Regions from separate parts of the Mus musculus genome. Here regions 2, 3, 4, 5, 6 and 7 are each linked to region 1. A link is a contact called in public HiCAR-type and promoter capture Hi-C data. All regions are on one chromosome and are shown on one strand. Each heading gives the region's core, a stretch centred on a gene start, on an enhancer-like site or on the middle of the called end of the contact. The rest is flanking DNA. Distances are from core to core; before and after follow the strand shown. Region 1 holds the start of Rpl32 (ribosomal protein L32). Region 2 holds the start of Csgalnact2 (chondroitin sulfate N-acetylgalactosaminyltransferase 2). Region 3 holds the start of Fancd2 (Fanconi anemia, complementation group D2). Region 4 holds the start of Brk1 (BRICK1, SCAR/WAVE actin-nucleating complex subunit). Region 5 holds the start of Tatdn2 (TatD DNase domain containing 2). Region 6 has its middle 7.1 kb from the start of Gm38883. Region 7 holds the start of Sec13 (SEC13 homolog, nuclear pore and COPII coat complex component).

Region 1 (3,629 bases), core at 336-2,835:
GCCAGTTTCGCTGAAGACACACAGGCAAGTTAGTCTCTGTGCAAACTGGCAGCTCTTGTATGTGTGTGCAGGAAGGGGACAGAATTCAAGGGGGTCATGTCATAAAACACACACCAAAGGCCGAGGTGTAGCTCAGTTAGCAGTGTCTGCCTGGCATGCACAGGGCCCTGGGCTCCATCCCTAGCACTTGCACTGGAATTTCAACATCATCTTCCATTGCAATTAAGTAGGGAGGAGGGATCAGTTAACTGCTGAACTGCTGGGTGTGCATGCCCATCCAGCCAACAGGTGATCTGCAGGCCCAGAGAGAGGTCTTAGCAGTTGAGAGCACTGGCTGCTCTTCCAGAGGTTCAATTCCATGCATGCATGTGCCTGGTGTGCAGACAAAACCCCAAAGATCTTTAAAATACAGGGTCAGGGTGCAGAGATGACTTAAAAGTGCCTGCTGTCAGACAAACTAAATCTGACCTGGACCCACAAGACAGGAAGGAGAGAATCAACTCCTTAAAGTGATTCTCCCTGCCCTTCAAACGCATAAATATAAAACAAAGTGTCATCTTTAAAATGAACTTTTTAAAATGCAGAGACAAGCGATAACGAGAAATGTGTGCTCAGGTCTTAACCCCCACCCCAGAACCACATACCTTAATTTTCACATATCGGTCTGACTGGTGCCTGATGAACTTCTTGGTCCTCTTTTTGACGATCTTGGGCTTCACCAGAGGCCGGAGGGCAGCCATGATGCCTTTTGACAAAAGTCAGACCCAAGTTAGTAAAGAAACTGGGAGGTGGGGCTGCGTCTCAGGCCTTCAGTGAGTAATGTTGCAGAGTGTCTTCCAATCACCAGCTACCGAGCAAACTGGGAATGGAATGGGTACCTCTGCTAGGCTTGCTCTCCCTCTTGCTTCCGAAGCTGGAAGAATACTAGCTACTCTCCAGACGCGATCCCAAGAGGTCAGTGGTTCATCTCACCCACTCCGAACCTCAAAGAACCGCAACCGATCTTACAGAACCCCAGCCAGGTCTCTCTGGTGGCGAAGGAGCGGCAAATCCCGCTCCACTAAGCTTCGTTATGTTTGAAGTGTTGCGCCCTTAAATACGCAAAGCCACCATGCACTCCTAACACGCCACCAGTCCGTCTGTCCCTCCCGGTCGTCTCAGAGCACCAACCAAAGGGTGCCTTCTCTGCTCCCCGCGCAGACAACCTGCTCCGCCGGGCTTGCGCTTCAGAAAGCATTTCTGCTCACTGGCGAGCGGCGGCAGCTCCCTGACTTAAGATTTCGGATTCGCCGCAGAAAAAGGCTGCTAACAAGCTAAGCAGAAAGCGGCGGGTGCCGTCCGAAACTCTCGGGCCGCATGGCAGCAAGCCCGCCCTGGCCGATGCCGGCCCCCGGGCAGACTCCGGAGCAGCGCCAGTGGCCAGGCCCGCGCGCGCTCGCCACTACCACGCTGGTGCGGAGGCCGCCGCCGAGGCCTCCCCACCCGGAGACGGGGTCCCGTCGAAGCCGCGGGCGGCGGATGGCCGCCGATACAGACTCACCGTAAAACAGATGGCAGCCACCTCGTAGGCAGCGCCGAGGAAGAAGGAAGAGGCGGCGGCGGCGCGCAAGGTATGATGGGACGGAGTCTTAGGTCCTGGCAGAGAAAAGGGAAGCACTTCCGGCTCTGGGTCCTCTAAAGAAAACTAAGATGTGCCTGAGAAATGATACTGAAAAAAACCCTAGTGGACTAGTGTTCTGTAGTAGACATTAACATCTTAGAGTGAACTAAAATTTATTTTTCTCTTGGGACTACTTAAGAAATTTGGGTTTTTTGTTTTTTTTTGAGCTAAGACCTGCTAGGTGGGCATTTATTTCCGCCCTAAGTGGAAGCCCAATAGCTTTTTAAATTGTTGGTTCCCGAGGGTGCCTCCTTGAGGCTGGGAGGTAGCAAAACAGAGACTCTTCGAAGATCCTTAGGCGGTTGGTTGAGCAAATGTCCTAAAACTTCCTAATATACAGATGTGCAAACCCCTGCTTATGAAGTGCTACTGAGCCTCCTCGCGACTTCTGTATGTTTAAATCTTCTCTACTTATGGTATGTACCTAATGTATTAATAAGTGATGGGTTAGCCGGGCGGTGGTGGCTCATGCCTTTAATCCCCGCACTTGGGAGGCAGAGGCAGGCGGGTTTCTGAGTTCGAGGCCAGCCTGAGCTACAGAGAGGGTTCCAGGACAGCCAGAGCTACACAGAGAAACCCTGTTTCGGAAAAAAAAAAGTGATAGGTTGATAATATTGCTAAGAAAATAGTCTATTGGCTGGGTGTGGTGGTGCACATTTTTTAATAACAGCACTTGGGAAGCAGAGGTAGGTCGAGTTTAGTCTATTTTGCTTATCTTTTGTTTTACAGATCATTGTGAAAACTCTATAATCTTAGGAGGAAATAAAACCAAACCTGAGCTGGGGAGGTGGCTTGGTGGAGCACTGTTGCTCTTTCAGAGGACTGGCATTTAGTTCCCAGGAACCAAGCGTTGCTTCACAACCTTGTTAACACCAGCCCTAGGGGATCAGATGCCCTTTTCTGTAGGCGCTACATGCATGTGGTACATACTCATACATGCAGGCAAAACACTCAATCACATAGAATAAATCTCATTTTTTAAAGATTTATGTATATGAGCACACTGTAGCTGTCTTCAGACACACCAGAAGAGGGCATCAGATCCCATTACAGATGGTTGTGAGTCACCATGTGGTTAGGAATTGAACCCAGGACCTCTGGAAGAGCAATCAGTGTTCTTAACTGCTGAGCCATCTCTCCAGGCCCCACCCCAGTCCCACCCTTTGTTTTGTTTTGTTTTGTTTTAAGACAGGGTTTCTCTGTGTAAGCCTGACTGTGGTCGAATTCACTCTGTAGACCAGGCTGGCTGGAGATCTTCCTGTCTCTGCCTCCCAAGTGCTGAGATGTAAGGTGTCACCACTGCCCAGCAGACTAAATTAAAAAATTTTCAAACTTTGTACAAACTCAGACAGAAGAGATGCCACTGGTGATCTTGACAGTGGCTCCAGGAGGTGGGGACAAATGCTGAATTGGGTATGCTGCCCCAACCCTTGTGCTTGCTGTAAAGGGGAGTAGAGACCCAGGTAAGTAGAGTGTCTTGTCTGGAGTGGCTGGGTCACAAACAGCAGGGCAGGACTGTTGCTCTCCTGTGTCTGTGTCTTGCCCTCCCTTCCCAAATGCTGCTTGGCCTACAGGCTATGTAAAGGCCAATGGAACATGGAAGTGTGTGGCTAATGGCACCTTACAGAGTACATTACATAAAGAGAAAGGTGAGTGAGTGAATTATACAGAAGGCCCATGAACTAGAGAGTATGGCTCTGATTTCTGAAGATTCACAGGGGTTGGGGGCCTCAGTCCTCCCCAGCTGAGGACATGCTACTTCATTTAACAGAGGACTCTCTTGCTGTCTGTTGTGTCCCTGTAGGCATTAATATCCCAGGATGAGAGGTGGGAGGTGTCCTGGGGAATCTGTCTCTTACATACTCACACTTCAAGTTTTCCAGCCCGTAAGCAGGAAATCACACGAGCAAGGCTAGTTTAGTGAAGGTTAGTTCAGCTCTAACCTAGTTTATTTCAAAACGGCAGAGGT
Region 2 (3,629 bases), core at 759-3,258, 2.3 Mb after region 1:
TATAAAAAAATCCACATCTGGAACTAACCTTATAATTCAGCTTTACACTTACAGCTAGTACTTGTGGAGTGACAGTGACTATGTCTTGAGCTCTCGATTTTTCTAACCCATCTTTAGTGCTGTCCTTTGGTGCTTCATTTCTCCTACCAGCTACCACACTTCCCCTTAACAACCACTAACTTGAGCAACATGGTTACCTAACTGTTATCAAACTGAACAGTCATATCGTGGCCTGCTCTAACTGACTTGAGGGTAAAAGACAGTTAAATGAAATGAGTCTTTGAGAAGATGGTCACTTGTGCCAATACAAAGTGCAAATAGTAGCTTAATGACTATACATGTGTTTGAGACAGGGTCTCAGGGTATATATTCTTGGCTGGCCTGGAACTCACAGAGATACACTGTCCTCTGCCTCCTGCGTGCTGGGATGAAAGGTGTGCACCACCATGCCTTAACTCATATTTTTAAAACCAACCTTCACTTCTGTATTAGTTAAGATAATCTTTTAAAAAAGAAAGAGTCCACGTTAGTTAGGATGTAATTTTTTTCCTATTGTAGGTCTCAGCCATTTTACATCTGACAGAAATGTATTCACATACTAAGACATTCACAAGAATGTTATAACACCCCTAAAACCTAAAACAAATAATACACAAATCTGGAAGCACACATTCATGAACAGAAGAACAATCACATCACAGAATGGCACATTACACTATAAGAAAGAATTATCAACACCATACCATGATATGAATGATATCATATCAAAAAACACGAACAGTGACTTCCACAGCAATATTCTGAGAATACTATATATTAACTCCATTAACATGAAGCTTAAAATAGTCCAAACTAATGGCTGATGAAAGAAGTCAGAACTCTTAATGGGGAAGCAGGGGTAACCTATTTGGAAGAAGCAGAGCACTATGGGAATGTTGTACAATTAAAATCTGATGTGTGTAGCAGCAGACAAGGTAAGAAGCATGTAATGATTCACAGACAGTTCATTTTCATGCATTTGTTGACGTTTTTTTATATTTTATACCACTACAAAAGGAGTGTAGATGGATAAACAGTAATTTCTTAATTATCTGAAACTAAAGCTGGTTGTTTAATATCAACACTTCTAAGCCTCATATACTGAAAACACAACACCCTTTTTATATTCTTTTAGTCACATAATTTAAAAAAGATAGTAGCAAATATTCCCGAATATTATGCCATAAAACACCTTTTTATTACTTCGGAAATCAGAGGTGCTTTTTTAAATGCACCTTTAAGAGATGGCATTAATCCCCAAGGTATTAAAGGCCCAGGGGCCTTCAGTGGCATGAACTGTCAGGACACTGCATGTACATTTCAAAAACAAGCTAAAGCACACCTTCAGATTTAATGAGGACTTAAGAAGAAAAGCGTTAGATTTGTAACCAAACTGTCATGCCGCCAATGTCATCATCACAAACACAAGTACCGCTGTGGTATTTGACAAATTACCCAGCCAGTTGCTCAGAAATGCAGGAATTTTCTAAACTATCTGGTCCTTCTGACAGTTCTCCGTTTTTGGTTTTTATCCAGGTTCCGGCGATCATCAATTCCTACTCCAAGAGCATCTTTTAAAGGGGAGCGTTTTGTCAGAGGCAGGAGGGCTGCTGCCAGTGGGCGCGTTCAACCCCACAGTAAAAAGTTTAGCCACTCAGCAGAGATGATGACGAGGAGGTTAAAAAAAAAACCTGACACGCAAACCAGCGGTCCCTGGCAGCAGCGGTCTCCAAAACGGGACCAGCCTCGGGAGGGCGCGTCAAGGAAGCGCCGCGCCCAGCGGCGTCCCGGAGGGCTCGTCCGAGGGGACCGGCCGCTGCCCAGAGGCGCGGCAGGACACGGCGGTACTCACCGCGCCCGCCGCTCAGCGTCGCCGCCTCTGGGGACCTGCACACCTGGCCAGCGCCCTGCGCGGGGCCGGCCCGGCGCGCCGCCGCGGAGCACCGCCACTTCCGGCGCGCGCGAGGAAATGAGGGAAATGAGGCTGGGTTGCTGTGGCGCGCCCGCCTCCGCGGTCAGGCCCCGCCCTCCACAGCCAGACTCCGCCCTCCAGGGCCAGACCCAGCCCACCGCAGCCGGGCTCCGCCCTCCACACTGCCAAGTCCCGCCCTCCAGGGCCAGGCCTTTCTCTTTCCAGCTAGGACACGCCTATTCCTCCCTCTTCTGTCCTGTGCCCTGCACAGAAAGCTCCACAGATGACAGTTGATTCATCTAAAAACAAACAAACAAACAACAACTGAGATGGGTGCTCAAGCCCTGTGGGATAAATAGCCTGGGAACATCATGCCTTAGAGACACTTAACTAGACACGCATGTGGCTAATCGTCACATAAGTGCTAACCTGGCAGAGCTGACTAGCGGGGAGGCTGAGGATAGCCAACATGCCTTCTGCTCAGGGAAGATCGGTACTGAACACTGAAGAGGTCCTTACGTGTTTTTACTTAAAATAAATAATTCCATTTGCTGCATGTAAAGTACCGTGTGTGTGTGTGTGTGTGTGTGTGTGTGTGTGTGTGTGTGTGTGAAGTCTAGCCTTTTCAGAAAAGCACACACTGGCAAAGTTGGAAAGAGACTGGATATGCAGTCAGCAAGCCTATCTTAGAAGTAGGTGATCCAGACCGTTAAAGTTTTCAGGATTTCCCTTGTGGCATTAGAGGAGAACATCTGGGCAGAAGATATCTCAACAACTGTCAGCCAATAGAGCCAGCTGTGGTCAGGAACAAAGTGTCTCCCTTGGACAGCTGCTTCTTTAGGACGCACCTTGAAGTCCCCTCAGACATCCATCTTCTCTAGTACAATCACAAAAGACAGTCCACGTGGGTTAGCTGCCTGCTGTCTACCAGCCACAGTCCTAAGTATGAGTGCAGGGAGGCAGGAGAATTCTCTCCTAGGAGACTTGGAACATGGGGACCTTTAGCAAATGGTTAAGTGCCCAGCACTGCTAAATTTCCAAGATAAGGCAAAAATTCTCTAATGTATTAATAAAGTAGATATAAATGGCACCTCACTGAAATCTTAGCGAGCCACGATGCCAGACTCCAGCTTTGGCACTGTTAGTCCAAGCCCACATCTACTGTGTGCCTACGTTACACTTGACATTTCATTAACAGTTTCTGAGAAGTCCCCAGAAGCCAGGTGTGACATCTGCCTATAGTCCTAGCACTCATGAGGCTGAGACAGAAAAATGATATTTTTCAGGCCTTCCTGGATTACTTAGTAAGTTCCAGGGCAGCCTGGGATATACATTGAGCCCTTATCTCAAACAAAAAGAAAGTCCACAGATGTAGGGACCTTTCGAATGTGCCCTCTAGACTCATGTTCAGCCATAGAGATGCTTGGATTTTCCTTAGGGACACTTTAAATAGGATGGGGACTATGGCGGAAAGAATGAGAGAGACCTCCCCTGCAGTTTCTGGCATCTCAGTACCAAACATGGGCTCTAACTGAACTTGTGAATGTAAAGTCTCCAAAAAGACAAATAAATGTCCCCAGTAACCAAATTCAAGCACACCCCACTTTTTAGAACCCTGCAACCCATCTACTTCAGGCATTTCGTTTTTTTCTTTCTTTTCTAGCCTCACAGATGCTGG
Region 3 (3,629 bases), core at 480-2,979, 2.3 Mb before region 1:
TTACAGGCTTACACTGCCATAGCTGGCTTATGCTGGGGTAAGGAACCCAGGGCTTCAAAGCCAGCTGTCCAAGCACTGTACCCAACTGAGTTACATCACAGCCTCATTGCAGAAGAAGTGTTTTTAGGGCTGGAGAGATGGTTCAGCCATTAAGAGCACTGACTGCTCTTCCAGAGGTTCTGAGTTCAAATCCCAGCAACCACATGGTGGCTGCAACCATCTATAGTGAGATCTGATGCCCTCTTCTGGTGTGCCTGAACACAGCAACAGTGTGCTCACATACATAAAATAAATCTTTTTTTTTTTAAAGTGTTTTTAATTTAAGGTGATCTTTAAATCACCAGCAAATGGAAATCCAGTATTACTTGCCACAAAAAGAAAGTAACTTTTAAATACGATAAAATGAGGTTTTTTTTTTTTTTTTCTTCTTCTTCTTTTTTTTTGGTTTTTCGAGACAGGGTTCCTCTGTATAGCTCTGGCTGTCCTGGAACTCACTCTGTAGACCAGGCTGGCCTTGAACTCAGAAATCCACCTGCCTCTGCCTCCCAAGTGCTGGGATTAAAGGTGTGTGCCACCACGCCCGGCAAAATGAGGTTTTTGTTTTGTTTTGGTTTTTGTTTTCTGTTCTCTGCAGAAACGTTTGAAACGTTTCTCTTCATTAAAGTGATTCCTATGTGATCTGGACAAGTCAAGGAACCAGCAGCACTGTCTTCAGCTAGTCTCTGAAAATGACTAGAATAAGTGATTGAAAACTGTTACTGATTTTAATGTGAAGTGGCTGAAGTTATGTCAAAGTTCTGTCTCCCACAGAAAAGCACTGTAAGAAGGCAAGTGAGGAGAGGAGGCAGGTGGAATGGTCCATCGCAACTCCTCACACGTCTCTGTGGTAGTCTCCAAGCTTTGGAGGCACTTTATACCTTAGCATCTCAGCAGATCACTACAGTTCTTTGGTAGTGTAGATTATGAAATTCACTTGCCTGGATGTTAGCAGGACTCAAGGGAATATTGCATCTGACTCTCAGTGGGTACTCTTAATAACGGAATGGAGCAGGATAGTTCAGAGAGAACCTCACTGACGGTTGGCAACTAGCCTAACAATATTAAGAACGTTTTCTTAAACACTTAGTACATGCAAGGCCCTGGGCTAAAGGCTTTTAGGTATCATCCAATCTAACATCTACATGCCTGCTCTCTCTATTAGGTAGGTACTGAGATTATTCCCATTTTACTGACAAAAATGAAACACAGCTAACCGCCAAGGTCAACCCGTAGGGGCGCGATGAAAACTCAGTTAAAGTGATACAATCAATCCCTGCACTTTCTTGACCAAGGTCACCCGGGAGTGAGGTCAGCAGGATAGGGTGAGGGTACTGACCTGTCAGACACTTGTTCCTGGGTGAGCTTCTTGTCGCTCTGCAGTAGGATTGACACGTAGTGGCGGATCATGCCCACGAAGAAAGTGATGATAACGATGGGCAGGACCACCCAGAGGCGGATGTTGGAGTCAAGCAGCAGCTCGGGCCCCGCCATCTTCGCTGAGAGTTCGCTGCGGGTCGGGAGGAGTTGGGTTCCTCCCGGCTTTCGGCTCCGGGCCTTCACCCGCCCCTCAGTCTGGCTGGCGTGGAATCTGGGGCAGCCTAGCTTTCTCCGCGCACTGTTTCCAGCTGGGCCGCCAGGCCGTCAACTTCCGGTGCGGGCGAGTAACGTCACGCCACGGCGCGGCTTTGATGGCGTCAGAGCGCCGTTCTTCTAGCGGGAAAGTCGAAAACGAAGGGAAGCAACTGGCGGGTCCCCAGGTTAGTGGCTTTTTAGGCTTTCCTGGGAGCGAGATGGTATCTCTCCGAAGTCAGACGGCCCTGACTTGTTCTAGTGTTTCCCTCTGAAAAGTGGCTGTCAGTGATTACATATTATTGTAGGAAACGCATAATAAGAAATCTCGTATAATAAGAAATTTGAACCTGTTTTTAGTTTTTGAGGCTTTTTTTTTTTTTTTTTTGGCAAGACTTATTTAATGTATATGTATGATTTGACCTTCTGTGTTTATGTGCACCACATGCATATAGGAACCCGAAGGGGCGCAGGATTCCCTAGAACTGGAGTTACAGGCAGTTTTGAGCCGCATGTTTGAATGGGAACTGAACCTGGGTCCTCTGCAAGAGCAGTAAACGCTCTTAATCCCAGAGCTGTCTCACCAGCCCAGGAACGTTAATCCTTAATAGAAACCATTGCCCTAGTCTGGAGAGATGGTTTGGAGGTTAAGAGCACTGGCTGCTTCTCCAAAGGTCCTGAGTTCAATTCCCCTTAACCACATGGTGGCTCATAACCATGTATAATGAAATCTGATACCCTTTTCTGATGTGCAGACAGAACATTGTATACACAGAAAAATAAAGAGAGAGAGAGAGAAGCTGGGTGGTGGTGTCACTTGAGAGACAGAGGAAGTTGGATCTCTGAGTTCGATCAAGGTCAGCCAGTCCTCAGAGTGAGAGAAACCCTGTCTCAAACAAAAGAAAGCAAAACAAAAAAACAAAACCAACCAAATAAAAAACAGTAATAATAATAATAGCCCATAGTCTTGGCTTTTAGGAGGTGGAGGCAGGAGAAGTTGCCTTTGGCTATGTATGAGTTCAAGACCAAACAGCTACACAAGACCCTAGAAGTTGAAAGTAAGACAAAACCCACAGATTCTGGCCTGTCTAAGAACCAAAAATAAATGAACAAAACAAGGAGTACAGATTCTGGAACCAGACTTTTTAGAGTTAGAACCTCAGCCCTTCCCCTGATTAGGAGACTAGTAATGGTATCTTTCTTAAGTTAGCATGTGAGAAATATGTAGATTATAATTAGAGCATATAAGACAAGGTTGTTTGTTTGTTGGTTATTGAGATAGGGCCTCACTGTATATCTGAAGCTGGCCTAGAATGTAACTGGTAACTATGTAGACCAGCCAGTCCAATTTACATGGTGGAATCCTGTCTTAAAAATAAATACGTACTAGAAAAATAGCTCAGTGGTTAAGAACACTTGCTGCTCTGCAGAGAATCTCGGCTCCTTTCCCAGCACCCACATAGTGGCTCATAACTATCTGTAACTTCACTTCTGGGGGCTCTAATACTCTCTTCTGGCCTATGCAGGCATCCAGTGTGTACATGGTCCACAGTCGTATGCACAGGCAAATCATCATACACCTAAGATTTAGATATTTTAAAAATAAAAATGACTGTCCTAGCACACACAAAGCTATGATGTTGAAACGGAAAACGTGTTCAGAAAAATTGTTCCTGCTTTTCTTCACTGCTCCACCTACAGGTAGACTAACGGTCCTCATAAGCTCTCACTCAATTCCCTGGCTTCTCTTCGATTGCAGTCACACAGACGTAGTTCAATACATTAAGACCTTGTAATGCTGTACGCCTCCTGCACGCTGGAATGATGTCTGTCTTGTTTTGCAATGTTTGATGTTTGTCTTGTCTTATACCTTCAGTCCTTAGCACCACCATGACACAGTACTGAAGTAACCTGTTAGAGAGCAGCTTAGGTGATGGTCTTGAGTCTCAGAAGACGAGTTATGGGCTTTCTCCTTTAGCAACAGAGAAGTAGCCTGGTGAAAGAAGCAACTTGGCCAGTTG
Region 4 (3,629 bases), core at 342-2,841, 2.2 Mb before region 1:
GTCTCTTGAGTGCTGAAATTATAAGCATGTACGACTACGTTCCTTTAACGATTTTTTTTTAATGAAACGATTAGGTAAAAAGGTTGGAGATTATTTTTGCAGTTCTTGATAGAAATGGAATGAGTTTACACTGTGACTTACCATTTTGCTTCAGCCGGTCCATCATTGGGTATTAGCATTAAAAATGTATTTGGCAGCTTGGCGTGGTGGCGCATGCCAGCACTCGGGAGGCAGAGACAGGCGGATATCTGAGTTCGAGGCCAGCCTGGTCTACAAAGTGAGTTCTAGGACAGCCAGGGCTACACAGACAAACCCTGATTTGGAAAAAGAAAGAAAGAAAGAAAGAAAGAAAGAAAGAAAGAAAGAAAGAAAGAAAGAAAGAAAGAAAGAAAGAAAGAAAGAAAGAAAGAAAGAGAGAAAGAAAGAGAGAGAGAAAGAGAGAGAGAAAGAGAGAGAGAGAGAGAGAAAGAGAGAGAAAGAGAGAGAAAGAGAGAGAAAGAGAGAGAAAGAGAGAGAAAGAGAGAGAAAGAGAGAGAAAGAGAGAGAAAGAGAGAGAAAGAGAGAGAAAGAGAGAGAAAGAGAGAGAAAGAGAGAGAAAGAGAGAGAAAGAGAGAGAAAGAGAGAGAAAGAGAGAGAAAGAGAGAAAGAGAGAGAAAGAGAGAGAAAGAGAGAGAGAAAGAGAGAGAAAGAGAGAGAAAGAGAGAAAGAGAGAGAAAGAGAGAGAAAGAGAGAGAAAGAGAGAGAAAGAGAGAGAAAGAGAGAGAAAGAGAGAGAAAGAGAGAGAAAGAGAGAGAAAGAGAGAGAAGAGAAAGAAAGAAAGAAAAGTATTTTGCTCATTTGGTAAATATGGAGATTCAGAGTTGGTGGGACACCTCGAACAATAAAGACACTGAAGCTGATGATCTGAGTGTTCAGTCCCACAAGATGGAAGGTGAGGAACCCACTCCTGCAAGTTGTCCTGTAACTTCCGCCCGCGTGTTGTGCCACGTAAGCGCTCACATATAATACGAATAAAATAATTTTAACCTGGCGGTGGTGGCCACATTTTTAATCTCAGCACTCCGGAGGGAAAGGCAGGCTGATCTCTGTGAGTTCGAGGCCAGCCTGGTCTACAGAGGGAGTACAAGGACAGCCAAGACTACACAGAGAGACCCTGTCTCGAAAAACAACAACAACAACAAATTTTAAAAGAAAACGAGAATGAACAGAGTTGTGACCCAAGCATGACAAGCATTCTGAATAAACGGGATTCGTGGACTGTGCCCATCACAGCTAACAAGGTGCAAGAGAGCTTGGAGCAACCCTTAGGCGGAGGTGGGAATGTGTGGGCGCCCCCTAACGACAAGATCCGCTAGTGGTCAGCGGGTGCTTGTAACCGGGGACAGGGTAGCTCTTAGTCTTCACATCGCGAGTGGAGGAATCTTGTTTACCCCAGCGTGGGAGCCAAGCTAGAGCGCAGGGATTAGAGTGCGCACGCGCGTCGCTCTGCCAGCCCTTTCTGGGGCTCGAACACTCGGGTACTGGCTGGCGGCGCAGGCGCGCTGGAGGCCTGTAGAGGTCGCGGCGCCTGCGCAGTCACTCTTCCTCAGGCGGCCGCCATGGCGGGACAAGAGGATCCGGTGCAGCGGGAGATTCACCAGGACTGGGCGAACCGGGAGTACATTGAGATCATCACCAGCAGCATCAAGAAAATCTCAGACTTTCTCAACTCTTTCGGTCAGCGGGCGAGCAGGGGAGGCTGGGAGGAGGGAGGCCTGGGAGGCGGCCGGCGGCGGGGAGGAGAGGCGCGCCGCCCTGGCTACTCGCTTCCTCTTTGGCTGCCCGCCGGCCCCAGTGCCCTCACCCCGAGCCTCACTGGGCCGTTTCCGAGGGTCTACCCTGCCCGTTGCCATGCCCCACTTGCGCTCGTCAGCACGCCCACTGTCCAGCCTCTTAGGCCCATCCATCATCCGCCCCGGTTTGCGCCGCGCTTCCGTGCCAGTCTTCACTTGGCAGGCAGTGCGCAGCCGTGTCACGGTCACGGTCGCGCTTACTGTTGAGAGACTCCTGCTCGTTGTCCATCTCCTTCAGGAAGAAGTCCGAACCCCTTTGATGTCATGCCTTCTATTGCTCCCGTTTAACCACTCCCGGCAGGTTCATTCATCCCCGGCTCGATTTGGTGCTAGTGCTGAGGGTTGTAAGGGATGGGGCCCGCTCGGGCCTTGGGAATGGCTTTTCTAGCCCTGTATCTGCTTCATGGTAGGTGCTCTGGATGCTTCTGTCTGGCTCCTCGGATTTTACAGGGCAGATGGTTTCAGCAGAGTCCACTTTTCCAAAAAACTATTCCTAGGTGTGGCCGGCTAGTGACAGTCTTGATTTCTTTCTGCGTGCGTTCCTAGCCTTCTGGACTGAAAACCTGTTACAGACTTCTTATGGTCTCCGGAAGGGTTCTTTCAGGGACCTTCTTACACAATACAAGACGTGCAGATGGCATCCAGTGATCTTTTTCACTAGAGTGCTTTGGTTCTACTAATTAGCAACTTTCAGCATCTTGGGGAGAAAGTGCTGTATTTTGAAAAAAATTAAAGTGAATCGTATATTTTCTAGCTAAAGACCCGATGAGTCCTAAGTAGTATGATAGAAGGTAACCGAACAGTAGCTTCAATTACGGGGTGTAGTTCAGGGATTGGGCTCCTGAGTGGTAAGCACAAGACCCCGGCATCCCCCACTTCTTAGAGTTTTCTTTCTCTCTCTCCTTTTTTTTCCTCCTTTTTTTGTGTTTTGTTTTGTTTTTTGGTTGGTTGGGGGTTTTTTGTTTTGTTTTGTTTTTGTTTTTTGAGAAAAGAGAACAAAAAGGAAATTGGAAATGCATCATTAAGGGGCAGGGGATGCCTAGTCTGTAGAGTATTGGCCTAGCACCCACACACCATGCCTTTAATAGCAGCACTCAGGATGCAGAGGCAGGAGGACCAGGAGGAACTCCCAAGTCATCTGCTTCATAGAGAGTTTTGAGTCCAGCCTGGTAGAGCAAAGCAAACATCAGCAGGCGTAATTGGTTCTTACACAGGTCTGCTGGCAGTGAGGAACATGGTAACCCTTCCCTGTTATATGTGGTGGCTCATACCTGTACTCTTAGCACTGGAGAGACAAGGGCTGGAAGAGTGCTATGCATTTGAGGCCAGCCTGGTCCTCAGAACAGCCACAGAAATGAGCCATTTTCTAGGGCTCGAGAGATTGCTCAGCTGTTAAAAGCAGTTCCAAAGAACCCAGGTACAAATCCCAGGACCCACGTTGCAGTTCACAGTGGTCCATAGCTCTAGTCCCAGGGGATATGACACACACACATAAAGGGAGACTATCAGTGTAAATAATAATACTAATCCATTTTCTGTATGTAGAGTTCTTTCAGGCTGTTGAGATGGCTTGGCAGGTAAAGGCCACCAACCTGAATACAATCCTCAGGGTCCACAAGGTGAAAGGAGAGAACCAGCTGTCACAAGTTGTCTTCTGGCCCCACATAGTGCATGCCCACACCCACCTTCAAATACAATAAATAAGAGATCTTAATCTGTCCATCCATGCTCCATGTCCCCTACTCCATTTTGCATTTTGGTTTTGAGTCTTGTAAATTGGTACAACTCATGGTTCTC
Region 5 (3,629 bases), core at 661-3,160, 2.1 Mb before region 1:
TGCATGTGGTGTGCACACAACCATGTGCATATGGAGCTCAAGAGATGACTTGGGTTTTCAATCCTTCTTCCACAAGGTATGTATGTATGTATGTATGTATGTATGTATGTATGTATTTTAGTTTGCTGTTACACAAGGCTAGCTGGCCCATCTCTGTTGATGTAGAAGTGCTTAGATTGTATATACCCTTGCTGTACAGCCAGCTTTTATGTGGGTCCTGGTATTTGAACTTAAGACTTCATGGTTGTGGCCAGTGATTTAGTACATTGTCACTTTAGGGAGGGTTTTTATCAGCAATGCCACCTTTGCAGGGCTTGGGGCACTTGTATAACCCTTCATGGATATTAAAGTTGCTTTTATTTTTACTGTTACAAATAGGGATGGTTGCCAGGTGGTGGTGGCAGCACACACGTGTCTCTAATCCCAGCACTTGGGAGGCAGAGGCAGGCAGAATTTTATGAGTTTGAGACCAGCCTGGTTGGCAGACCTAGTTCCAGGACAGTCAAGATTTCACAGAGAGAGCCTGTCTTGAAAGAATCAAATCAAACCAAAACAACAAAACGACACCCCCCCCCCCAAAAAAAAAAGAAAAACCCCACAAACAAATAGAGATGGCTTCTGGGATGGTTAACCTTCACTGTGAACTTGGGTTAACAACCCTCTAGGAGTTAGATATGCTCTGGCTGTGACTAGGAGGGAGTTTACCGAGAGGATGAACTGAAGACAGAAGACTCTGAGTATGGGAGGTGCTATTCCATGGGTTTGGCTCCTGCATTGGGTAATTAAAAAAAAAAAAAAAAGTGAAGGCCAGCTGAGTGTGGAGAGCCTTTAGTTCTTGCCACCACAGCTGTTGGCCAAGAGCAGTCTGGGAATGAAGTAGTAGGACAAACTCTTTTCTTTACTGTTTTGGTTCTGGGGGGCGGGGGCATTTTAAGTGTCACAGGCTGGTCTGGAATTCCTGACCCTCCCCTCCAACACCTCCAGAGGGCTGCGATTACTTACAGACTTGTGTGACACCTGGGTAATTTGGTGATTAGGATCAAAAGCTTGCTTCTCCTGTAAGTGCTCTGCTATTGAGCTGCAATCATTACCTTTTCTGGGGTTGGTGTGGGAAGGTTTGAAACAGGGTCTCAAGAAGTTAGGAGGTGACCTTGAACTCTGGATCCTCTGTCCTACGGCTCTCTTGATGTGGGGTTATATCTCTTCTTTTCTTTCTCTCTCTCTCTCTTTTTTTTTCTTTTCTTTTGATCTCACTCGGAAGCCTAGGTTGATCGGAACTCATTAGCTATCCCAAACTGGCTTCGAACTCAGCAGTTCCCCAGCCTCAGCGACCCAAATGGAATTACCAATGTGAGCTACTATGGCTGCTTCAGGCACCTCTCTGTTCTCCCCACCCCCCGCTATTAAAATTTTTTTAGTTGTAGTCAGGTTCTAAAACGTCTAGGCTGGACTTTGTCAATCGTCCTGCCTCTTCTTCCTGAGCAGTTGGTTTTACAGGTCTATCCGGCAGGCCTGGTTCTGTTTTTTGTGTGTGTATGGCTTGTGCCTGCTAACCCCAATTCCGTCACTTTCTGGGTGTGTCGCTTGGTTTTTATCGAGCCACAGTTTCCTGCGTTGTTTTTTTTAAAAAAAAAAAAAAAAGGGGGAGGGGGGATGGGTGAGTAGGTGAGTGAGTGACAATGTTTGGCACGCGCGTCCGGTACCAAGAGGCCCGCCAAGTTACCCTCCATCGGTATTTTCGGCTCCCGGGCGTCCCCAGCAGGCCCTTCGCGCGGATCCAGGGCCACGTGAGAAGCTCCGCCACATATCGCTCCCAACCAACCACAGAGCTTCGTGAGGCGTAGGGGCACGCCCCAGAACGTCGGACCAACAGGCGCGCTCCGTCTTGCCCGAAGTCACGCCCCTCTCCCGTTGGAGCAATCGGCGCCGTCCCTGACGCCGGCTCCGCCCCTGCCGCACGCCGGCCGCCGGCCGCTGGGCAGGTTCCGCGGAGCTGACGCCGAGGTTGCGAAGTAGGCGGCGGGGCCGAGGCCTTGGATGAGGGCGCGGTGCGGCGCTGGGCCGGGTCAGCTGGAGGAGCGGAGGTGACTTCCGGCGCGCGGCTCCGGAGGCCAGTGGCTCCCTCAGGCCCGGGGCGGGACGGGGCGGCGGGAGGCGAGCGGCCACCCCGCCCGCGGCCCGCCCTTGGCGTCCGGGGCCTGCGGGCGCGTGCGGCCCAAAAGGCGGCTCCGCACGCGCTCGGCCCCCCGCGCAGGGCTTCGGAAGGCAGACCGCTGCACCGCGCCGCGCCGCGCCGGAAGCGCCTCGGCGTCTCGGGAGTGGCGCGCTGTTGACAGCCGCGCTCGCGGACTTGGGCTGCGCGTTGTTCGGGCTCGGCGCTCGGCCCGCGGACGCTTCTCGGAGCGCTGTGGCGTCCCCGAAGCCCGTAGCACTGGAATGGGCAGACGACAGGAACGGGAAAGGTCAGTGGGGCCGATTCCCGCCGTTGCCCTAGCGGCTTCCCGGCGGTGTGAGGCGAGCAGCCGCCAAGGCTGCTGCTACAATCGTCGTTCCTCTGTCCCTGGCAGGTGCCCATGGCGTCGGAGCGGCGCAAGGTCAAGTATCACTGGGGCAGCACGTCGGAAGGGTGTCCCAGCAAGCGCAGCCGCCCCCGGGAGCCCGGCAATGTGGCCCCCTCCAGCCGGCCAGGTCGCAGGTGTGCGTCGCGTCCTCGAGGGGCCAGCAGCCCCCAGCGTCTGAAAGTCCGGCGCGGGGACGATGTGGCCCGCGCTCCTCGGAGCTCAGTCCGCCGTCGCACCTCCTCTTCCTCTTCTTCGTCCTCTCTCTCTTCGGGCTCAGGTGTGGGTGAGGCCGCTTCCCCTGGCTTCCTGATTGCGAGCCCTCGGAGACTATTTACGTCCAAGGGGTCCCCTCTGCACCCTGCCCACTCCTCTCTAGAAGAAATGGCTTCTCTACGGAAGGAAGCTTGTAGCGTTAAGGTACGTGGCAGCGACGTCTGGCAAACAGTGAAGTCCCTTGCACGTGGTTTGAGGGGTGGAGAGAAGACATTTGGTGGGAAGAGAATAAAAATTAGATCTTTCCTGTGGAGGGCCTGGTGTGTGTGTGGGGGGGGGCGAGGGGGAGGGTGTTGAGGGGTAGAGCTCAGTATGGAGGGGGTTTTCAAACTTGGTGGCATTTGGAACTACTAGGAAAGCCTGATAATGGTTGTGGTCTGCCATCCCAGAGAGAGTGATTATAGATAGTTTGGAGGGATCTCTGCAACCTTCGAGTGATTGTAAATGGACAGTGGAACTGGAGGATCAGCACAATGGAAGGTGGAATAATGCCCAGGAAAGATGATGTAGATTTCGGTCAATTTATAGAGTTTGCCCTTGGGGCTGGAGAGAAGAAGGCACATACAGCTGCTGAAGGAGGACACAGGTTCTGAGAGCCCAGGTCAGGTGGTTCACAAGCCCCTGTAATTCCAGCTCCCATTCCTCGGGCTCCCATGGGTATCTATCTTCATGTGCACTTAACCCACATACGTGCACTTAATTAAAAATAAAATTAAATGGTCTTTGTACTTAGAACCGCTCTGAATTGCAGCTCAGGAAATGGACTCTTAGTGTGGCTTTTCACCAAAGTTGTGG
Region 6 (3,629 bases), core at 677-3,176, 2.1 Mb after region 1:
TCAAAAGGGGGTCAAGGCCAACCACGGACATGAGAGCATTTTTTTTAAATTAATAGTAAAAAATTAAAACATCTCAGGGCATGGTGGTATACCCTTTTAATCCCAGCACTCAGGAGGCAGAGGCAGGTGGATTTCTGAATATGAGACCAGCCTGGTCTAGAGAATGAGTTCCAGTACAGCCAGGGATACAGAGAAAGATCCTGTCTTGAAAAACAACTGCTGGGCGGTGGTGGCACACGCCTTTAATCCCAGCACTTGGGAGGCAGAGGCAAGCAGATTTCTGAGTTCAAGGACAGCCTGGTCTACAAAGTGAGTTCCAGGACAGCCAGGGCTACACAGAGAAACCCTGTCTCGAAGAAAAAGGAAAGAAAGGAAGAAAGGAAGGACAGACAGACAACAGCTGCAACAAAAACCACAAACAAACAAAAAGCACCCCCCCCCCAAAAAAAAAATACCTCTACTATTGTGATAGTTTGTATATTCTTGGACCAGGGAGTGGCACCATTTGGAGTTGTGGCCTTGTTGGAATAGGTGTGACCTGGTTAGAGTAGGTGTGTCACTGGGTATGGGCATAAGATCCTCAACCTAGTTGCCTGGAAGTCAGTCTTCCACTATCAGCCTTTGGATGAAGAAGTAGAACTCTCAGCTCTGCCTGTGCCATGCCTGCCTGGATGCTGCCATGCTCCCACCTTGATGAACCTCTGATATACCCTCACTCAGGTCACAGCAGAGAATGTACTGAGCAGTACATAAGTTTATTAAAACCATGGCCCATTGGTGCAATAATTAGCCCAAGATGAAGCAATGTCATGAACCTGTCCAACAAATCCTATAAAGGTGATGAAGACCAAATAGATCATGCCATTTTCAAGGAACTTAATTATATCCCCCAAATAAAGCTGAAGATGTATAGGAATTTTTTTAATCCAGCATCCAATAAAAGATTATCAAAAAAAAGGAAAGAAACAAACAAACAAACAAAAAAAGAAATAACGAAAACGAAGAAAAAAAAAAAGGAAAATAAAAACAAAAAAAAAGATTATCAAACCAAGTGTGGTAGGGCTGGGGGCACAGTAATCCCAGCAGCAAGAGGCAGGGATAATGCCTTCAGGGACCACCTGGGCACAAACAAAACTTCATCTCAAACAAAGCTTACTAGTGGTTGGAGAGAGATGGCTTGATGGTTATGACCAGAGTTCAGATCCCAGGACCCATGTAACAAACTGGGTGTCCTAATCGTGCCTGTGGTACCAGCTCCCAATGGAGCAAAGACAGGAGGTCATTTGAGTTTACAAAAAAAGGGAGGGGGGAGTCACAGGTTCTGGTAAAGACCCTGATGCAAAGAACAAGTGGAGGGTGATAGAGAACACCCTCTTCTGGTCTCCACACAGACTAGAAGATCAAATGGTACACTCACACAGACAGACAGACAGACACATATAAACAGAGAGAGAATTTGTGTGAACATGAAGTGGTGTCTACACAGAAGGATGCATTTGTTGTTGTTGTTTTAAGACTGAGTTTCTTTGTGTAACCCTGGCTGTTCTGGCACTCACTCTGTAGATCCGGCTAGCCTTGAACTCATGAGATCTGCCTGCCTCTGCCTCTAGAGTGCTGGGATTGAAGGCATGGGCCACTAACTTCTGGCAACTGCAACTACAGCTGGAAATTTTGCCTTCCTTTTACTTTGGTGAGTGTGGAGGCAAGCTCTCATTACGTAGCCTAGCCAGCTCTCAAATTCACAATCCTCCTGCCTCAGCCTTCTCAATGCTGGGATTACATGTGTGTGGTTTCCCTTCACCTGAGTAGAAGTGGGAGGGAGGGAGGGAGCAGGTAGGGAGTTCTGTAAATGCGAGCCTGCCACAGTTGTCCTTCCCCTCTGCTGCAGACAGGAACAAGCAGGCAGGCAGCAGCAACTGCTGTTACTGTTAGGACAGTGTTACTTACCATCTCCATGCACTTTCCTTACCAGGACCCTTGACCCTTGGCAGATTAGGTCTTATCACTTCTCTGCTTTCTTGCCTTCTGTTTCCTTTAATTTTTTTTTTTAAAACTTCCTGCCTTGGTTTCTCTTAAATTGTTTAGTATTTCTTTAGTGGACAGACACCCTGTGCTGGCTCTGTCCACAAAACTCAGTGGTGATACCTCTCTGCTGGGACTGCAATCTGGAGCCAGGATGTGAGCCTCCGAGCCCAGTATCACTCAGGACCTAGAGGGCTTGGAGAAGGGCGGTGGGGTTCAGCATCACCTACCCACCATGGACACTGCTACGAGAGGCTCCCAGCTTCTTCAGCAATTCAATGGCAGTTGCCATGTCTCTCTGAGCTTGGAAACTTGGCACTGGTGACAAGCTGGGCTACCTGAGAGCCTAGCAGCAGACAGAGAGCAGACATCTGGGGAGAAGCACTGGGTCCTCTTTAGTCAGAAGCACTGGCTGCCCGTGATCCACTCTGGGAGCTGAGGAGGAGGCCCCGCTGAGCTTTGTAGAAACCCCAAACAGGTGGGAGAGCAGGCATGGGCTGTTGGGACAGCCTTTGAGGCCATCAGGATCTCTTCAGCTGTGAAGCAGGAACTTGGGCTCTCATTAGCTAGCTAATTGCCACCCCCAGCTCTCCTAAGCCTTCAGGCCACCACAGCTCCACTGCCTCCACTGTCCTTGCATATCAGCTCTTTTTTTGCCTCTTTCTTAGTGAGTGTTATCAGTTTAGCACAGGCTTCTGAAAAAGAGCAGAGAAAGACACCCCCCCAGGGGGGGGCTTTATCAGGCTTGCTGTTGTGACATCAGGGAGACACACAAAAGAATTTCTCTCAGGCAACTCACTGTATGCCACCCTGCATGCACACAATAGAAAAGATGAGGAGGCCAAAGAAATTAATGAGCCCAAATTACTGTATACAACAAACTTAGCAGGCCATGCATCCTGCCGCATGCCTGCAGTCCTGTCACTCAGGAGACAGAGGATAAGTACATTGCCTTCTAGGCAAGTCAGGGAAGCATTGGAAGATCCTGTCTCAAAAAGAAAGTATTCAATAAAGCATAACCAAGGGATTTTTGTTCTGGCCTAGAACTTGAGTTACAGGCACCTGACATGTTGCTGGGAATTGAGCTCAGGTCCTCTAAAGGAGCAGCGCAAGCTCTTAACTGCTGAGCCACCTCTCTGGGGCCCCCAGTGGACATTAAAGACAGAAAAGAACCTAGGAGGTGATGAGAAGTACAGAAAACGAGTTGCTCGTGTCCAAGGAAAGTGAGCTCTTGTCCGAAGAAGGTGAGTAATACATTAGGAGATGTCTCCTGAGGCTCAAATGCAGGTGGTCAGTCCATCTTGGCCACAAGTGCCTTTACCCGATGAGGCATCTTCCCACCTGCCCTGGAATTTTAAGATTTTTTTTTGGGGGGGGGGGGGCGCGGAGGGGCCTGGAGTAATGGCTCAGCGGTTAAGAGCACCAACTGCTCTTCCAAAGGTCCTGAGTTCAAATCCCAGCAACCACATGGTGGCTCACAACCATCCGTATTGAAATCTGATGCCCTCTTCTGGAGACAGCTACAGTGTAGTTACATATAATAAATAAATCTTTTTTTTAATAAATAAAGATTTTTTTTATGTGTCTCTGTGTGTATGTGCCTCAGG
Region 7 (3,629 bases), core at 393-2,892, 2.1 Mb before region 1:
ACAATGTTTTTTACAGATAGAAAGAACTTAGTAACTACCTACTGAGTTAATAAAAGAGCAAAGACACACATCTTTTTTTTTTTCTTCTCTCATCCACTATTAAATTCTTGGGAGAGAAAAGTGGATTGAAAAGGTAGCTTCCATTTGAGACTGACATTTCTCACCATTTCCAACAAGTCACCTTTCCCAGTGCAAACTTTGCAATTACAAAGCCTGACTCCTCAAGGCAGGTGTGGTGTTGCAGATCCTTAACACTCTGGAGGATCAAGAGGGTGGATCAAGAATTCTCCAACAGCCTGGGCTATTTTTTCAGAAAGGTAGACCCTGGGAGAGTACGGCGGCAAGGCATTCAGAAGGCACACACTGAATAAGTAAGTGTGTTTCCTTGAGAATCTTAAATGCTCTGAAAAGTGTCGGCAAAGATTAGAGAAAGAGGAGCAGCACCTGCCTGGAGACAATGACATTTTCCCGTGAGCATTGGAGAGGCACCAGGAGCAATCAATTATAGTCAACAGAAAAACTAATCAATTTAAGGTGGCAGTGAAGAAAACACCCTTACCAAAACCACACTGCTGGCAACAATCTTATCTACTAATCCTCTAACCCCCTCCCCCAACACACACCAATATAAGGTGGGTGATGTGACCAAGAATTCCCCACAATCCCAACTGGCTCAAGGAAAAGTAATTTTCTATTGGTGACCCACAGGACTTTGGAAAGCTGGCATCCTTATGACCATTCTTAACCAGCAGCCATGGGTTATGATCCACACTTTGGGATGCTATGTATTTTAAAGCTCTTGGAGCAGTCCTCCGGAGCATCTTATAAGGACACTTATGCGCTTGCTGGAACACAGTAAGAAGCTGCACTCAAAACAGTTCAGCTCATCAGAATCACACCAGGTACAAACTTAGAATGAACCTGTGTATGAGTCTCCAACTTGGCAACAAAAGAGCCAAAGGCCAACAGAAGGAGGCAGCTCCTTGCACCGCTGCGCCAACCAGGGTCTAAGACTTCCAGAGTTTCATTCCCTTAGTATTATACGGAGTGGGGTGCGGTGAAAGACATACCACAGAGGCCATGTAAATTCAAAAATAAGAAACAGAAATAAAAAGCTGAGACGATGCCCTGGAGTCACTCAGCTAGGCCTGTCATCAGTTTCCCGAAGGGACCATCACACATGGGAGTCCTGTGTCCAAGCAACTGATCCCTCCACCTCCTTTGCTGAGGTAGTGGGTGGCAGGGCGAATGATGAGGAGAATTTGGATCTTAGCTTGCCACTGCCTAGCCCAAGTGTTGATGATAGTAGCATCTGCTCCGCAGGCTACGCGCAGGCAGAGGATGTGAGCGATCGTGGGAACGCACTAAGGGCTTGTCAGGCAGTAGATCCTATGATAGCTTTGGCTGTTTTTCCAATTCTGGAGGACAAGACACGAGACGGGCAGGAGGTGGGCTCGCAGCCCGGGCCTATGAGTTCCGGAAGGCCCAGTGGCCTTGCCTTAAATTCCCGCTCCGAGACCCAGAGAGAGGCAGGACAAGCAAACTTTGAGGACGTAGAGGTGGTCTGTCTCAAAGCCACGACTATCGCAGGGATCGCGACACTTACCATAGCTGCAGCAGCGGCGACCCACGGCCTCGGACGTGGCAGCTCAAAACGCTTCACTTCCGGTGCCGGCCCGCAGCCGGCAGGCTGTCACCCAGGATCTTCCGGTCAGCAACACACTCGACTCACACAAAGGTTCCGCGTCTTCTGGATCCTCGGCCCCGCCCTCCTGCAGTTCTGCCTTTATCTTGGCTACTGTTGGGCTCTGGTTGCTGTGGCGACCCTAATCCAGGGATTTTATGATTTGAAGCCGTCGCTAGCAGGTTTTTTATTTAGACTAAGTTTTTTCTGGTTCCTGAGATGCATACATAAAATGACTAGTCATTATAGCTTCACTCTCCTTTTCTGCGGGTTCCGGGTCCCACTGGCTTATCATGACCATCGTAGAGGTTAATTTCTCAAGTAGACTGGGCTAGTGCTTTGTTAGGTCTTGCTTAAGTTTCTTTCCATTTAATTTGATGTTGACTATTGGCTTGCTGTATATTGCCTTATTATGTTTAGGTATGGTCCTTGTATCCATAATCCCTTTAAGACTTTTAACATGAAGGGGTATTGGATATTGTTAAGGGCTTTTTCATCATCTAATGAGATGATCATGTGGGCTTTTTTCAGTTTGTTTATATGGTAAATTACGTTGATGGATAAAGCAATTCCACTAAATTCAGGGACAAGACAAGGCTGACCACTCTCTCACTATCTATTCAACATAGTACTTGAAGTTCTACCTAGAACAAAAAGACAATTAAATGAGATCAAGGGGATACAAATTGAAACGGAAGAAGTCAAAGCTTCATTGTTAGTTGATATGATAGTATACAAAAATGCACCAGCTTTCTTAAGGGATGGCAAGCAGAGAGTCTCAAGTCCCTGGGAGTCTGACTGTTTCAAGGGAGAACAACTGGAACCTCCCCAAACTCTTGTTTTTAGCTTTGGTGCTTACACAGCACTGAAAGGGGAACACAGAGCCCCAGGGCAGCTCCTCAGATGCACGTGGTCACATTTCCCCACCACACTTAGAAGCCAAGTGGCCCAGAGTAGAACCTCCACTCCCATTAGCTAAATCCTTTGCTGGGCAGTGGTGGCGCATGCCTTTAATCCCAGCACTTGGGAGGCAGAAGCAGGCAGATTTCTGAATTGAAGGCCAGCCTGGTCTACAGAGTGAGTTCCAGGACAGCCAGGGCTCTACAGAGAAACCCTGTCTTGAAAAAAAAAATCTTTCTGGTCGTATGTTGAAACTGGGATTGAATACCTTGGCTGAAGATAGCTACCAGCAAGATGCCAAGACTCAAGGAGTGTGAAGGCTTTTTGGAGAGGGGCCTGGAGAGTGGCAGCCTTATATCATGACACCGCCCTCACCCCTGGCTGTCACTATCACCACCACAGTGCCTTTGAGATCTCTTTCCTCCTCCAATGGAGAACTTTTACAGGGATTTGAGGAGGCGATACTTAGGGTAAAACAGAAAAGAAAGTTGAGGGGGCTCCTTGGCCTTCTGTTCTTTGAGGTGCAGGCCCCTCTGTAGCTGCATCACTAACCTTCAACTGATCGGGCCAAGTTCTTTTTCTCTGAGCCTTGCTTTTCTCCAGTGAAAAATGTTGACAACGGGCATCTAACATGTAAATATAAGGCACTGTTATTGAGGGAATTTTCTGGTATAAATTCTGAAGCTGAAGACATTGAGGATCTGGGATAAGCAACAGCAACTTAAGATATTTGCAGGTAGACTGAAAGACATGGTGTGATCAAGCTTTAGAGGGCCAACTCTGGCTACAGATGGAATGTTGTCAGCACCTCATCTCCTACTTCTAAGGGCTCATTCTTCGCCTCTTTGAGTGGCTGTCTTCTCTGCTAAGTGAAGCACAGTGCAGGTTCAGGATCTCTTATCTGAAATACTTGAAAGCAACAGTGCTTCATTTTGGTTTTGTGAACATTTGCATATGCATGAGATATTCTGGGATGGAATCCAAGTCTGAATAGAAAATTCACATTCTTTCCATATGCTTACACACATTCTTTACATATACTTGG

Evidence for each region. Promoter capture Hi-C pulls out the DNA fragments that hold promoters and counts their contacts. HiCAR-type assays count read pairs that join an accessible place to other places.
Region 2: a contact with region 1 is called in a promoter capture Hi-C map of pre-B cells, with 5 times the contacts expected there. The contact joins the promoter of Csgalnact2 here to the promoter of Rpl32 in region 1. A contact is called at or near these places in 3 of 39 promoter capture datasets (hippocampal neurons, liver and pre-B cells).
Region 3: a HiCAR-type map of astrocytes shows a contact between it and region 1, with 6 times the contacts expected there. The contact joins the promoter of Fancd2 here to the promoter of Rpl32 in region 1. A contact is called at or near these places in 1 of 39 promoter capture datasets (liver) and 1 of 115 datasets of contacts at active chromatin or transcription factors (astrocytes).
Region 4: a contact with region 1 is called in a promoter capture Hi-C map of pre-B cells, with 2.2 times the contacts expected there. The contact joins the promoter of Brk1 here to the promoter of Rpl32 in region 1. A contact is called at or near these places in 2 of 39 promoter capture datasets (embryonic stem cells and pre-B cells) and 1 of 115 datasets of contacts at active chromatin or transcription factors (astrocytes).
Region 5: a contact with region 1 is called in a promoter capture Hi-C map of the C10 cell line, with 3 times the contacts expected there. The contact joins the promoter of Tatdn2 here to the promoter of Rpl32 in region 1. A contact is called at or near these places in 3 of 39 promoter capture datasets (the C10 cell line, liver and stem cell-derived epiblast-like cells) and 1 of 115 datasets of contacts at active chromatin or transcription factors (embryonic stem cells).
Region 6: a promoter capture Hi-C map of the HPC-7 cell line shows a contact between it and region 1, with 4 times the contacts expected there. The contact joins the enhancer-like site here to the promoter of Rpl32 in region 1. A contact is called at or near these places in 14 of 39 promoter capture datasets (the 3T3-L1 cell line, 3T3-L1-derived adipocytes, the C10 cell line and 10 more) and 4 of 115 datasets of contacts at active chromatin or transcription factors (embryonic stem cells and pro-B cells).
Region 7: a contact with region 1 is called in a promoter capture Hi-C map of liver, with 7 times the contacts expected there. The contact joins the promoter of Sec13 here to the promoter of Rpl32 in region 1. A contact is called at or near these places in 3 of 39 promoter capture datasets (liver and pre-B cells) and 1 of 115 datasets of contacts at active chromatin or transcription factors (astrocytes).

What each region holds. Positions count from the first base shown.
Region 1 is chr6:115,807,158-115,810,786 of GRCm38.p6, forward strand. Rpl32 (ribosomal protein L32) reads right to left here and starts at 1,586. Exons shown (of 4, transcript NM_172086.2): 1 at 1,541-1,586; 2 at 645-745; 3 at 1-10. The coding sequence starts at 740. Snora7a (small nucleolar RNA, H/ACA box 7A) reads right to left here and starts at 946; the gene lies at 818-946. It overlaps Efcab12 (EF-hand calcium binding domain 12), which reads right to left. Exons shown (of 9, transcript NM_001110506.1): 9 at 3,572-3,629.
Region 2 is chr6:118,137,132-118,140,760 of GRCm38.p6, forward strand. It overlaps Csgalnact2 (chondroitin sulfate N-acetylgalactosaminyltransferase 2), which reads right to left and starts at 2,009. Exons shown (of 8, transcript NM_030165.3): 1 at 1,892-2,009.
Region 3 is chr6:113,529,953-113,533,581 of GRCm38.p6, forward strand. Fancd2 (Fanconi anemia, complementation group D2) reads left to right here and starts at 1,730. Exons shown (of 44, transcript NM_001033244.3): 1 at 1,730-1,796. It overlaps Emc3 (ER membrane protein complex subunit 3), which reads right to left and starts at 1,686. Exons shown (of 8, transcript NM_175101.3): 1 at 1,376-1,686. The coding sequence starts at 1,530.
Region 4 is chr6:113,603,181-113,606,809 of GRCm38.p6, forward strand. Brk1 (BRICK1, SCAR/WAVE actin-nucleating complex subunit) reads left to right here and starts at 1,592. Exons shown (of 3, transcript NM_133937.1): 1 at 1,592-1,716. The coding sequence starts at 1,599.
Region 5 is chr6:113,695,140-113,698,768 of GRCm38.p6, forward strand. Tatdn2 (TatD DNase domain containing 2) reads left to right here and starts at 1,911. Exons shown (of 8, transcript NM_001347356.1): 1 at 1,911-2,462; 2 at 2,568-2,978. The coding sequence starts at 2,574.
Region 6 is chr6:117,886,280-117,889,908 of GRCm38.p6, forward strand. No RefSeq gene overlaps it. Among named protein-coding and RNA genes, the nearest start is that of Gm38883, 7.1 kb to the left of the region's middle. Within about 2 kb of position 1,927, at least 31 of the 459 cell types and tissues checked have an H3K27ac peak or open chromatin away from gene starts, as enhancers often do. A contact at or near this core is called in the HPC-7 cell line, where this site is marked.
Region 7 is chr6:113,739,039-113,742,667 of GRCm38.p6, forward strand. It overlaps Sec13 (SEC13 homolog, nuclear pore and COPII coat complex component), which reads right to left and starts at 1,643. Exons shown (of 9, transcript NM_024206.4): 1 at 1,607-1,643. The coding sequence starts at 1,609.